2 separate regions of the Sus scrofa genome follow, and region 2 is linked to region 1. The links are chromatin contacts, called in public HiChIP or PLAC-seq maps. All regions are on one chromosome and are shown on one strand. The core of a region is the stretch at or near the end of the contact, and the rest is flanking DNA. Distances in the headings are between cores, read along the strand shown. Region 1 holds the start of RPLP0 (ribosomal phosphoprotein large PO subunit). Region 2 holds the start of PXN (paxillin).

Evidence for each region. HiChIP or PLAC-seq counts read pairs in DNA pulled down with a chosen protein or histone mark.
Region 2: a contact with region 1 is called in an H3K27ac HiChIP or PLAC-seq map of skeletal muscle. The contact joins the promoter of PXN here to the promoter of RPLP0 in region 1. A contact is called at or near these places in 4 of 5 promoter capture datasets (fetal liver, fetal skeletal muscle and liver), 27 of 47 Hi-C or Micro-C datasets (alveolar macrophages, blood, embryonic fibroblasts and 13 more) and 2 of 2 datasets of contacts at active chromatin or transcription factors (alveolar macrophages and skeletal muscle).

What each region holds. Positions count from the first base shown.
Region 1 is chr14:40,221,470-40,225,389 of Sscrofa11.1, reverse strand. RPLP0 (ribosomal phosphoprotein large PO subunit) reads left to right here and starts at 1,447. Exons shown (of 8, transcript NM_001098598.1): 1 at 1,447-1,471; 2 at 1,717-1,818; 3 at 2,730-2,905; 4 at 3,006-3,093; 5 at 3,231-3,377; 6 at 3,484-3,669. The coding sequence starts at 1,765.
Region 2 is chr14:40,276,720-40,280,540 of Sscrofa11.1, reverse strand. PXN (paxillin) reads left to right here and starts at 1,756. Exons shown (of 11, transcript XM_021073143.1): 1 at 1,756-1,927. The coding sequence starts at 1,915.

The sequences.
Region 1 (3,920 bases), core at 198-2,697:
AGGATCTGGCGCTGCCATGAGCTGTGGTGTAGGTGGCAGACACCGCTCAGATGCCGTGTTGGTGTGGTTGTGGTGTAGGCCAGTGGCTACAGTGCCCATTAGACCCCTAGCCTGGGAACCTCTGTATGCCCTGGGTGCGGCCCTGGAAAAAGACAAAAAGACAAAAAAATTTTTTTAAATTAAAAAATTAAAAAATAAGCTGACATCCACAGTGATTTCCTCCTACATTCCAGGAATTGTGTTGTCCTAACACATATCTCGCAGTAATCCTCATAACAGTTCTAGAATGTGAATACTATTATCTCCATTTTACAGATAAAGAAACAGAGTCAGCAAGGTGAAATCGCTTCCTGAGATGACACAACCAGCAAGTGGCAGAACAAGAATATGGATCCAGGTTATCTGATTGCAAACCCTGCATTCTTTTCTTCAACAAATATTTAGCATATGCCTATTATGCCAGGTATAAGGCAAAAATAGAGACACGAAACAATGTAACAAATTATATAGTGTGCTGTGTAAGTGCTATAGGAACAGAGGAAAGAGGGAGTGGAAGTGGGTTTTCTTTTTTTTGTCTTTTCTAGGGCGTGCAGCATATGGAGGTTCCCTGGCTAGGGGTCGAATCGGAGCTGCAGCCAGCAGCCTACGCCAGAGCCACAGCAACGCGGGATGCGAACCGCGTCTGCGACCTACACCACAGCTCTAGGCAACGCGGGATCTTTAACTCACTGACGGAGTGCAGGGATCAAACCCGCACTCGAATGCGGGTTTCTAGTCGAATTCGTTAACCATGAGCCACGACGGGAACTCCATATTATTATTTTCCTTTTAGGGGTGGAATGGGGAGCTGCAGCTGCGGATTCGAGCCGCATCTGTGACCTACGCTGCAGCTTGCTGCAAAGCCGGATCCTTAACCCACTGAGCGAGGCCAGGGATGGAACCGGCATCCTCACGGAGATTACGTCTGGTCTTTAACCCGTAGAACCATAATGGAAACTCTGAGACTTAGGTTTTAAAGCATCCCTTTGTTTCCAAAGAGCGAAGAACTGTAGAAGAAACAAGAAACCATTCTGCTTCTCAACCATGTACAATTATTTCTCAGCTCCACGTCATACTCTTCAGCTTGCGACTTGGCCAGGTGACAGAAGGAAACGTGGACTCAGGTCACAAACTCTAGCTTCTCTACACGAGAACAGCTCCAGCCCAGCAGAGGGAAGCACCTCTGAGAAACCTCCTTCCACACACAGCAGTGCTTTCTTTAGCTACCGTGTTTAAAGGCAGCGTCCCGTTGGCTGGAGTGGCAGCGATACCATCCAATGGCTGCATAGATCAACCCAGCTTCTCCAGACAGACGTTGAAGCCAGCCAATAGGCGGGGGCGCTGTCTGCGGCTTTGGATTGGCTGTTTTGTTCACATATAAAAGACTCGCGCCGGCGTACAGCCCTCCTCTCGCCAGGCGTCCTCGTGTGAGGTCTGTTCGTCCGCTGTGGTAGCGTAGGGGACTGGCGGCGGGAGAAATGAGGCTTTCGGGTATATTTTCGGGGGCCGCGGGGTCCAGGCCTCTCTGGCCTGGGGCTCCGCTGGCGGCAAGTCCAGGGCCCGTTCGGGCCGCCGGGCGCGGGAGAGTGGTCTCCTCCCCTAGGCCTCGGGTTTGGAGCCCGCCGCTCCGTGGGGACGCGTGTTGGAGTATGCTGAATTTTCTCTCTTTTTTCTCAGTGACATCGTCTTTAAACCCTGCGTGGCAATCCCTGACGCACCGCCGTGATGCCCAGGGAAGACAGGGCGACCTGGAAGTCCAACTACTTCCTTAAGATAATCGTAAGTGCGGGGTAGGTCTCGGCCGCCCACTGTGGTGCCTTGCCCGGGGCAGTAATAGGGACAACCAGCGGCCAGGTGCTGAGTGCCTGCAGGTGGCCAACCATCAAATTAGGTCGTTTTAGGCAAGTCTTCTTTAATCTTAATAATTTCCTGAGGTCAGCGTTCCTCTGCTTCCTTGTGTTGCAGATAAACAGGCTCAGGCAGGTTAAATGGCTCTTAAGAGTACTTCTAAAGATCTCTGGTCATACTTTTACTTTTTTGTATCCATCTTTGGGGAAGTCTGAGGCACTGAATGATTCATTATAAAGAGGCAAGTTGCTGCAGATTTAGATCCTGTCAAGAAACTAATTCAGTGAATGTTTTCTTTTGGGTGGCCTTGAGGTGGGTCTTCGCTGCCCAGAATTGTTGATCATCAGGTCATGCTGCTCTTTAGGCGTTAGGCAGCTTTGTGGACCTTAGTCCATTATGTTTTCCATTTTTCATGATTTTGAGACAAAAAACTTAAAGGAATTTTTCAATGATCCATACTTGAAACCTAAATTCTACAAGTAATGTTTTGCTGTGTTTGCCTTACTTTGTATTTTCAAAACTGGGTTTTGTTAATGCAGCCATTTTAGTGGATCAGAAACATGCCTTAATTGAGAAAAATTAAGAATGGAAGCTACAATTAAACCTTTGGGTTGAATGTAGAAACATGATCTTACCATTCATACCCCACAAGCAAATCTTAGGCAAATCTGGCTCTCACAGCTCAGGTGCCTGCTAGTAGGAGGAATTGTCTTAACCTCAGACATTTGAAAAGCATAAAAAGGAGTGAGTGAAACGGAAACTTGAGATTGTGGGATTTGGTTTTTCTTGATCCTTTCTTTTTCCTTCTGTTAACATTGCTCGTGTCTGGCTTGTTTGGGCAGCAACTTCTGGATGATTATCCGAAATGCTTCATTGTGGGAGCAGACAATGTGGGCTCCAAGCAGATGCAGCAGATCCGCATGTCTCTCCGCGGGAAAGCCGTGGTGCTGATGGGCAAGAACACCATGATGCGCAAGGCCATCCGAGGGCACCTGGAAAACAACCCAGCCCTGGAGAAGTCAGTCATTCCTCCTGGGCATCTTTGTCCATCCTTCTCCCTTTTCCTGGAGAAGAATGGTGCTCAAAGTTAACCGTCTCTTGTAAACTTCTCTTTGCAGACTGTTGCCTCACATCCGGGGGAACGTGGGCTTTGTGTTCACCAAGGAGGACCTCACTGAGATCAGGGACATGCTGCTGGCCAATAAGGTGAGGGGAGAATCAGCTTGGCTGAAGAGGCCTTATCATTAATTTTGGCTCCTTAAAAGCAAGAAAAAAAGAAGACAATCTTTTTCAGGTTGTAGCTGTGGAAAGAAGTTTTCTCATTGTTTGTCCTTTTTGTTCAGGTGCCAGCTGCCGCCCGTGCTGGTGCCATAGCCCCATGCGAAGTCACTGTACCTGCCCAGAACACTGGTCTGGGGCCTGAGAAGACCTCCTTCTTCCAGGCTTTAGGCATCACCACTAAAATCTCCAGGGGCACCATTGAAATCCTGGTGAGTGGGCCTGGCTTGGCCTGTGCCAGCCAGGCAGGTGGCGGGGGCTTGGTTGCTGTGGACCTGCTGGATGTCTGGGTTAACTGTCACCTACCTTGTTTTTCAGAGTGATGTGCAGCTGATTAAGACTGGAGACAAAGTGGGAGCCAGTGAAGCCACGTTGCTGAACATGTTGAACATCTCCCCCTTCTCCTTTGGGCTGATCATCCAGCAGGTGTTTGACAATGGCAGCATCTACAACCCTGAAGTGCTTGACATCACCGAGGAAACTCTGCATTCTCGCTTCCTGGAGGTACAGGCTGTCCATCCCAGGCCTTTCATTTTTTTTTTTTTTTTTTTTTCTTTTTAGGGCTGCACTCGCACCATACGGAGGTTTCCAGGCTAGGGGTCTAAACGGAGCTACAGCTGCCGGCCTATGCCACAGCCACAGCAACACCAGATCCGAGCCATGTCTGCAACCTACATCACAGCTCACAGCAACGCCAGATCCTTAACCCACTGAGCGCGGCCACGAATTAAACCCACAACCTCGTGGTTCCTAGT
Region 2 (3,821 bases), core at 507-3,006, 55 kb before region 1:
TTGGAAAGGGATGCAAGAGTGACTGCTTAGTTGGAAAGCAGTCTTAGCCCTTGAATTTTAATATAGGAGGATATAGCACCCAGAGAAGAAAGCCACTTGGTTCTTGAGCTTGTCATCCAGCTCAAGAAATGACAACATCCAGATGCAGGGCCTTCAGGGCAAGGCCACATGTTTCCTGGACATTTCCAGCTGAAATGGAACATGATAGGGGAACTGGGGCCTCCTGGACATTTCTGTCCAATGGGACTCCTCTAATGAATGAATCTTTATTCCAGGTTCCCAGTTGGGTTGGCTCCTCCTTTTTTTCTTTGGCCAAACCCATGGCATGTAGAAGTCCCTGGGCCAGGGATCGAACATGTGCTGCAGCTGCAGCCTGCTTCACAACTGTGGCAAGGCTGGATCTTAACTCTGTGCCACAGGGAAACTCTGGGTTGGCTCCTCTTTGTTAGATCTGAGTCCCTCTTTGTCTGTCTTGCTTTTTCTTCTTTCTCTTTCACAGGCATTACTCCAGCTCTATCTCAGCATCTGCTTCCTAGAAGACCTGACCTGACACAGAGGGTCTGGAGGGCTGGATTCTTGTGGGAAGGGGAGCCTGAAGCTGTGCTTACAGAGCACTTTTACCTAAAATCAACAAACTATTATTGTCCCATCCAAAGTGTGTGGAAGTGCTGATACTAACAACCATCTCTATGAGAATTAATTTAATATAGTATCTGGAAGTTCCTGTCGTGGCGCAGTGGTTAACGAATCCGACTAGGAACCATGAGGTTGTGGGTTCAATCCCTGGCCCTGCTCAGTGGGTTAAGGATCCGGGATTGCTGTGAACTGTGGTGTAGGTTGCAGACACAGCTGGGATCTGGCATTGTGGCTGTGGTGTAGGCTGGCGGTTACAGCTCCGATTAGACCCCTAGCCTGGGAACCTCCATATGCCGCGGATGTGGCCCTCAAAAAGACAAAAGACAAAATAATAATAATAATAATATAGTATCTGGGCCTCAATAAATGGCAGCTGTTGTTATTACCCAATTTCTGAGTCTGTGGGAGCAGAGCCCTTCTAGGGTCTGGGGTGGCAGTGGGATGTTTCAGGAAACTGTGCCCAGCACTGGATACTTCTCCGTAGCTTTTCTTTAATGTCTAAGATGGGGTCCCTTCTGCTCCTTGTGGAGTTTTGGAAAAGTCTTTCTCCAGGGAGGGAGGATATGTAGAGGATTAAGAGATATCCAACCGCAAAAGAATTGAGTCTGTCCCCAAAGGCTGGACTGCGAGCTGCAATGCCATTGATCCAGAGGGCGACCCCCGGAAAGGTCCTCCAAATATTCCAGTTTCTCCTGGCACTGATTAAGGATCCTCTCGGGAGGTGACTTACTGGGACATAGGCGGACGAATCTGACTTTCCAATGGACAGACATACGATGAGCGAGTGATTGGTGGATGGACAGACACAGGTCAGACTGTGAGATGTCAAGACAGGCAGGTGGATCTCTCAGCCAGACAGTCAGGCATGTGACTGAGACTGACAGAAAGACTGACAGAGGGCCAGGCCTGGGAATCTCCCACCCTCCGGCTCTGCCGCGAGAGGGCGCCGCCGCCCCGCCCAGTGGAGCCCACAGTCCGGGCTAGGCGCGCGCTCGAGGGCCAGCGACGGGGGCGGGGCCAGCGTGCGCGCGGGGCGGGACCGGCATGCTCGCGGGGGCGACCACGGGCGATTCGCGCGGCGGGACAGCGGGGGCGGGGCGCGCGTGCTCGCGGGGGCGGCCGGGGCGGGGCGCGCGGCGGGCGCGGGCACGCGCGGCGGCGGCGCGTTCCGTTCCGGGCCGAGGCTCGCGGCGGAAAAGTTGCACGGCGGAAAGGAGCGGCCCTGGGACGGGCAGTAAGCGCGACGCGGAGCCGGTTCCCGGCGCCTGCGGCCACGCCATGGACGACCTCGGTGAGTGAGCGGAGGCCGAGGGAGGAGACAGCAAAGGGCGCGCGGCCCCGGGCCGGGCGGGCGCGAGCGAGCGAGTGGCGGGCGGAATCCCACCTCCCGCGGCCCGGGTCTTGGTTCTGGTTCCGGCTGGCCGGAGCCCTGCGGGGTCTGGATCCCCGGCTGGGCCTGAGTCCTGGGCCAGGCCAGCCTCGCCGCCGTCCTCTCAGCTCCCAGCCCCCAGCCGCGAGTACAGCCCCACCTCCGGACCCCCAACCTCGGGGATCCAGCCCCATTTCCCAGAGCAACCCCAGGGACGAGCTTGCAGGTCAAGGACCCTCCGTGTCTGCCTCAGGGACGGGCCCCCCACTGCGTGATGTGACCATCTTCCCAGCTATGGGACCCTCACTTCACAGACTGCTCCCCCACCCCCATCGCACAAATGGAACACCCAACTTGGGGATCAGCTGCCTAATCTCACAGGATGGGCCCTCAATTCCAGGACCTGCTTCCACCCCCTCTGAGGACCACCCTCGTCGCGCACACCCCACTTTAGGCATAGCCTTTCCGAACGACCCCTTCATTTCATAGATCAGATTCACGAGTTCTGAATGAGGCTCCAATAACCCCATCCCCACAAAGACAAGTTTCCCATCCGCCCCACTAACTTCCCATTTAATTTCCCTGCCAGCCCTGGCCACTCTGTGGACCAGCCCCTCCCCTTGCATATCACAGACCAGCCTAATCCTAGAAAAGTAAGCTGGGGAGACATGACTCTCCTCTGACTCTCAGACTCCGGTGAAATGCCAGGGGAATGAGGTGGGAAGTGGGCCCTTGAGGTATGGTCCTCTCTGAACTTGTCCATACTAGTGGGGTTCCTCTACCCTCCCCCCCCAGAATCAGAACTTGCAGGAGGCACACAGGTAAGGAGGACACGATGCCCAGAACAGAGTTTATACTGTTTTCATGTTACTGGAGCGCCCACACTCCTCCCTTCAGTCTAGTCTCGATCTGATGTTAGGACAGGGAAAGGTATCTCCTGGGACTGGGGGACACTCAGCCAACCCAGGGGGCTTGTTGCCAGGGTTCTAGGAAGGCCTTGAGTGGCGTGGAACTTGGGGTGGGAGAATTCACTCTCCCTCCTTCACAAAGTCTGTAACTGGAGGGCCTCTGAGCCTGGGAGTTGAGAGGAGGGGGAGTTGCTTCTCTGTAGGAGCCTTGTCTTCCCTCCATGGACTGTGAGTGGCTTGTGTGACCACTGATGCTTTCTCTGTCCCGGGCTCTGAGGAGTGGATTCATCAGACAGGACTGATGGGCTTCCCCAAGCGCACAGGGCACTATATTAAGACTGGCTATTTGTAGGCACTGAACTTCCAAGGGGAAAGGGAGGAGGATTGGGATTTGATTGCTTCCCAGAAGCTTCCTTTGGGTATCTGGGTGCCTCTCCCTGGCCCCTGAGATCCTGGAGTGGGGATGGTGTATGGTTCTGCCTGTTTTGCAGAGTGCGATGGCTGCCAAGCATAGTTCTGCCTTTGGGTCAGGCTTGGCACCCATTTTTCGAACACACTCAAAGTTGGCATGCCTTCCAGGCAGGTATTTTTTTCACATAAAAATAACTGAGCTGAAAGGAGGCTGGGGGATATTTTTCAAATCAGGATCTGAAAGTCTCCATGGTTTCCCAGTGGGGCGACCTCCTTTTCAGAGTGACAGTTTCTGAAATGCTGATGTGGTTCTGTTGCTTCCAGACAGTCCCCGTGCTGTTTGAAGGACTGAGAAAGTCTTTGCAGAGTTCGTAGTTGAAGCCTGGAATTCCTGTCCTCTGACAGCCTTCCATTTAGGGCCAGGAAAGTGAGTTTGTCTCTGAAAGGAAAGAAAGTGTCCTGGCAGAGCAGATTGTAGGAATTTAAATTTGCTGTTC